Linked DNA regions of Capra hircus: region 2 is linked to region 1. A link is a contact called in public Hi-C data. All regions are on one chromosome and are shown on one strand. Each heading gives the region's core, a stretch centred on a gene start, on an enhancer-like site or on the middle of the called end of the contact. The rest is flanking DNA. Distances are from core to core; before and after follow the strand shown. Region 1 overlaps SLC4A7 (sodium bicarbonate cotransporter 3). Region 2 overlaps SLC4A7 (sodium bicarbonate cotransporter 3).

What was found. A called contact is a pair of places that touch in the nucleus more often than the background predicts.
Region 2: a Hi-C map of blood shows a contact between it and region 1, with 2.5 times the contacts expected there. The contact joins two enhancer-like sites. A contact is called at or near these places in 2 of 5 Hi-C or Micro-C datasets (both in blood).

What each region holds. Positions count from the first base shown.
Region 1 is chr22:1,682,992-1,685,920 of ARS1.2, reverse strand. It overlaps SLC4A7 (sodium bicarbonate cotransporter 3), which reads left to right. Exons shown (of 26, transcript XM_018067222.1): 19 at 1-111; 20 at 256-507. Among named protein-coding and RNA genes, the nearest start is that of NEK10, 35 kb to the right of the region's middle. Within about 2 kb of position 1,355, at least 2 of the 5 cell types and tissues checked have an H3K27ac peak or open chromatin away from gene starts, as enhancers often do.
Region 2 is chr22:1,738,352-1,741,051 of ARS1.2, reverse strand. SLC4A7 (sodium bicarbonate cotransporter 3) reads left to right here. Exons shown (of 26, transcript XM_018067222.1): 2 at 2,359-2,440. Among named protein-coding and RNA genes, the nearest start is that of SLC4A7, 42 kb to the left of the region's middle. Within about 2 kb of position 1,386, at least 1 of the 5 cell types and tissues checked has an H3K27ac peak or open chromatin away from gene starts, as enhancers often do.

The DNA.
Region 1 (2,929 bases), core at 106-2,605:
TGGTGGACCTTATTAATAGCTGCCATTCCGGCTCTGCTCTGCACCATTCTCATCTTCATGGATCAGCAGATTACAGCGGTGATCATCAACAGAAAGGAGCACAAGTTGAAGGTAACTTTCAGAGCGCGTCCCGAGAGTTGTTTCTTTGAGTTGGAGGTGGTGAACACGAGTTCCCTCTCTCTTTATGAGTAGTGCAGACTTTGAACCTGAAAGAACAGTATGTGCTGACGGATCCTCGTGTGTTCCCCTTTTCAGAAAGGAGCCGGCTACCACCTGGACCTGCTCGTGGTCGGTGTCATGCTGGGGGTGTGCTCTGTCATGGGCCTTCCATGGTTTGTGGCTGCAACAGTGTTGTCAATAAGTCATGTCAACAGCCTGAAAGTGGAATCTGAATGCTCTGCTCCTGGGGAGCAACCCAAGTTTTTGGGCATTCGTGAACAGCGGGTGACAGGGCTAATGATTTTTATTCTAATGGGCCTGTCTGTGTTCATGACTTCAGTACTAAAGGTAAAATCTCTTTGTTACAATGTTTTAAAAACCTTTTTTGGTCATAAAATTTATATTTGGTGGTATGAAAATGAAACATTAAAATATCTAAAATAGTTTCATTTCCTAGACTTTACTTGGAAAATAAAATGTTGGAATGGTAGTTGCTGTGGTAAGCATCAGGGTTAGATTGTATCCTTTTGAAAAATAATGTGAAAGGGTACTATTAAAGACTAGAGTTGGAAGAAGTTCATCTGTGGCTTAGTTATAATCTAAAGGAAGAATATACCTAGAGAATTTTATAAGCATATTAGAGGAAGTATTATTGAAAGGTGGATGAAATAGTAATTTAACTGAAATGTAAAAAAGAATGCTGCTATTAATTGAATTAGTACATTCTTCCTGATGAGCTAAATGAGATATAAGTAGTACCACTCATATCTTTTAGTCACATCTGAGATTTACTGTACATATTCTACTGAATCTGGTAATTTAACAAAAAACAGTCATAGCAAATATAATCTGGTATTTTCTGTTCATCATGGAAGAGCTCAACTCCATTATTTAGTTTGTTTGTTTGTAAACTATTTATAAATTACGGTACAAATGTGGAGCATTATACGCATGTGTGTTACGAATTAACTGAAGAAACTGTTGTTAGTACTGGAATTCTTTGGCCTTCTTTTGTGGAGCCAGCTAATTGGCCAAATATTTGTTGAGTACTTTCTGTACTGTTAGTTACTGAGGAAATAATAACAAATAGGACAGTGTCTGCTTTGAAGAATTTGGCAGTCTGTCTGGTGAAACAGATAGACAGATGGGCAGTTTCTTCATGGTGGTGAGTGTCTTGTTAGAACAGCAAGAGACGAGAAGCGTGCGGTGCCGTCTTGTGTGAATGCTGCCCCCTGCTGGCCAAGGTTGCCCTTTACGTGTTTTTTTTTTTTTAGTAGTTTCAAACATTTTAAAGTATTAATTGCATATAAGCAGAAAAATTCAAGTAGAATATCAAGAAAGCTCTAAAATGAAGAGCTTGTTTTCTCACTTTCCAAAAGCAACTCTCTCCACGTTAACTTTTTACTCCTTTGTTTTTTAAGATATTTTGTTAGTCAATGCCATTACGGTTCTACATACTTCTATAATGTTATTTCTAACTTTATTGTCTTTAATGAAATAGTGAAAATAGTGACTCTCACTGCCTAAGAGAGTGATTCTTAAAGGCTCTCCCAAGGACCTCTGTCTGGGGTTGCAGGGGCCGCGCTTGCCCAGGTGTGCGCCTATGTGAGTCGGGGTTGTCCTCACGGCCTTTGGCCAGAACCGTGTAGGCAGCACGCTGAGCTAGATGCGGGCGTGAGAGTGGGGTCCTCTGTTACCACCCACTGAAGGATTTACAGGGACACGGAGGAGTGCTGCTCTTCTCGCTTAATCTTATGTTCTTTGGAAATGACAGCTTTCCAGTAAAAGTATATTCTTTATATTACCTTGTAAGGCGTTTATTATTTTGAAATGAACTAACTATTTAAAAGTTTTCTTTTAATTTCTAATGTGGTATCTATTTCCAATACAACTACCTGCTTATCTATTTATGTATCTCTCCAAGTATAGAATCCGCATAGGCAAAAATATTTGGGAGGAGGGTCCTCTGTACTTGTTAGGAGTGAAAAAGGGTCCTTAGACTAAAAAGCTTGAGAGCCTCTGAACTGAGGTTATATCTTTCATGAGGATTTACCCCCACATCCCCTTTTCCCTTTCATCACTTGTTTTTTGGTTGGCTGCATTTTATTATTGTAAAGGTTGCCCACATCTACACTCTTTTTCCTTTTTTTGTAAGTTAAATTATAGAGATGTAAACCTTCGGGGGACGTGTAATCAGTGTTATGATGATATAAAAATACTCGCCAAGGACTAAGCAGTGAGATCAGCCTGTGTGGAGGCAGAAATACACCTCATTTCCCAAGTTCCTACTGTTTTAGAATTATAGCCTGATAAGTTTTCTTCATATCTGTTAACTTCTCTTTTTAAAAAAGTACATGTTCCACTTTTTCTTGTATTGCTAAATTTTTTTTATAATGCTAAAGGAACTCCTTGAGTAATTTTTGCATGTATGGTTCCATAATTAGTGAACTTTCAGAGTTCTTACATATTTCAAATTCCTCTCACATTTGTTTAATAGATGGGTATTCATTTCAGGGTTCAAGTGTATTTTTCTTTAAGTCTTAAAGTTGTTGCTGCTTGAAGATCAGTGGTTCTGATAAGAGATCTGATGTCTATTTGGTGTTTGTATCTTCAGAAGCATTTTTACCATTCTCAGTTCAATTCAGTTGTTCAGTCGTGTCCGACTCTTTGCGACCCCATGAACCACAGCACGCCAGACCTCCCTGTCCATCACCAACTCCTGGAGTTTATCGAAACTCATGTCCATTGAGTCAGTGATGCCATCCAGCCA
Region 2 (2,700 bases), core at 137-2,636, 55 kb before region 1:
CGTGTACTACACACGTGCACGCTCGCTGAAGGGATCCAGGTCACGCTCGAAGTTCAGACAGGCCTTTATGACATCAGTCAGCTCTTCCTCAGAATCTCTGTCTGCCTCTTCAAAACCTCAGTGTCATCCTCTGTCGTGTATCCCAGACCCAGGTTTGCTGAGGACAGGAGGGTCCTTGTGTCCCGTCCCTGCTCCGTGTACTCCGCTCTCCATCTTCGTTACCTGAGGCTGAGCAGATTTCCCTGAGGCGCCAGAAGTGGCAGGTGGTGTCCCCCTTGTCGGCCTTGCCCACAAGAGGGGGTGCACGGTGGCCCTCAGGAGCTGTGCTGGGAGGTCTGGGGGGCCGAGGAGTGGGGGTGCACTGTGGCCCTCAGGAGCTGTGCTGGGAGGTCTGGGGGGCTGAGGAGTGGGGGTACACCGTGGGCCTCACGGGATCTCTGCCGGGAGGTCTGGGGGACCGTGGATTGGGGGTGCACTGTGGGCCTCAGGAGCTGTGCCGGGAGGTCGGGGGGCCGTGGAGTGGCGGTGCACTGTGGGTCTCAGGAGCTGTGCCGGGAGGTCTGGGGGGCTGTGGAGTGGGGGTGCACTGTGGGTCTCAGGAATTGTGCCGGGAGGTCTGGGGGGCTGTGGAGTGGGGGTGCACTGTGGGCCTCAGGAGCTGTGCCGTGAGGTCTGGGGGGCTGTGGAGTGGGGGTGCACTGTGGGCCTCAGGAGCTGTGCCGGGAGGTCAGGGGGACTGTGGAGTGGGGGTGCACTGTGGCCCTCAGGAGCTGTGCCGGGACGTCTGGGGGGCTGTGGAGTGGGGGTGCACTGTGGGTCTCAGGAATTGTGCCGGGAGGTCTGGGGGGCCGTGGAGTGGGGGTGCACTGTGGGCTCTCAGGAGCTGTGCCGGTGAGGTCTGGGGGGCTGTGGAGTGGGGTGGGGTCAGGAGCTGTGCGGAGGGGGGCTGTGGAGTGGGGTGCACTGTGGGCCTCAGGAGCTGTGCCGGGAGGTCAGGGGGACTGTGGAGTGGGGGTGCACTGTGGGTCTCAGGAGCTGTGCCGGGAGGTCAGGGGGACTGTGGAGTGGGGGTGCACTGTGGGTCTCAGGAATTGTGCCGGGAGGTCTGGGGGGCCGTGGATTGGGGGTGCACTGTGGGTCTCAGGAGCTGTGCCGTGAGGTCTGGGGGGCTGTGGAGTGGGGGTGCACTGTGGGCCTCACTGGAGCTGTGCCGGGAGGTCAGGGGGGCTGTGGAGTGGGGGTGCACTGTGGGTCTCAGGAGCTGTGCCGTGAGGTCTGGGGGGCTGTGGAGTGGGGGTGCACTGTGGGTCTCAGGAGCTGTGCCGGGAGGTCTGGGGGGCTGTGGAGTGGGGGTGCACTGTGGGCCTCACGGGATCTCTGCCGGGAGGCCTGGGGAGCTGTGGAGTGGGGTGCACTGGGGGGGGGGGGGGGGGGCTGTGGAGTGGGGTGCACTGTGGGCCTCACTGGAGCTGTGCCGGGAGGTCTGGGGGGCCGTAGAGCTCACCTGTGGGGGGAAGGGGCTTCTGCCATCTGTCTCAGCCAGTGACACAGAATCTTGTGCACACTGAGTTCATGATAAGTAGTTTATGAGTATTCTATCATGTTCCTTTGAAAGTTAAGTTAGAAGTCGAGAAGCGACATTAAAGCTAAAATTTTCTTTTAAAAATAGTCTGTGTAATGTATTACAGTAAATATGGTTAGTCTTTTTGTTGAGCAGAAAAGTGGAACAAAACTGTTCACAGCTCAAAGGTGGACTGTCCTTAGAGGCTAAAATTTGAGTTTGGCTTTTCCTTTGTAGGCAAATAAAAAGTTCTTACAACTTTGGTTCTTAGTGATTTACGATTGAAAGTGAAACATGTTAAGTCTATGGACTTATTTTTGACCATTGTACATTTAACCATAATCCAGTATCCAATACTAGTATAGGTGATTTAAGTGGGATTCTTTCTGTCTAGAATACCTAAAAGCAAAAAAAAAAAAAAAAAAAAGTGTTCTATATTGATATCTAAGGGTTTCCCTCAAACCCGATTCTCTGTAATTTCTGATTAACTTCTAATTTCTGAGAGTCATTCCACTGAAGTGAATATGTGTGCCAGTTACTTAGTAATTTCCATGGACGCCCAGAAAATCTTTGTCATTTCAGTTCTTTCCATGAGACTTTAAATGGTCTTCTGTGGATTAAAAAAAAAAAGCCTATAAACATACTTTTAAAAGAATGTAGTTAGCCACAGTATGAATTCGGTTCTTTGACAGGAAGGTCCTCTGTTACATATTTCTGGCTGTCTCAAATAACACACCTAGCAGTAGGCCCTCGGTGTATATTGATTTCATGAATTAATGAGAATAATTTCTTTTTAGGGTCCCGATGAAGAAGCTGTTGTGGATCTTGGCAAAACCAGCTCAACTGTGAACACCAAGTTTGAAAAAGAAGAACTAGAGAGTAAGTTTGTTTAAAGTAACTTTTGTTTAGCAATATAAACAGACAGTGAGTGTCTGTTAGTGTCCTTTAAGTTTTACTTATTTGTTGAAACTATTGTTGTTGTTGCTGTAGAGCATTCATTTATAAGAGTGTTCAACACTTTTCTGAACATAGTTTAATTTTTCTAAACATAGTTTAAAGAATATATTACAAAAACCTGCGCAACCACTACCCGCATCTACAAAGAGAACATTCCTTGAAACATAAATATCAGAATGATT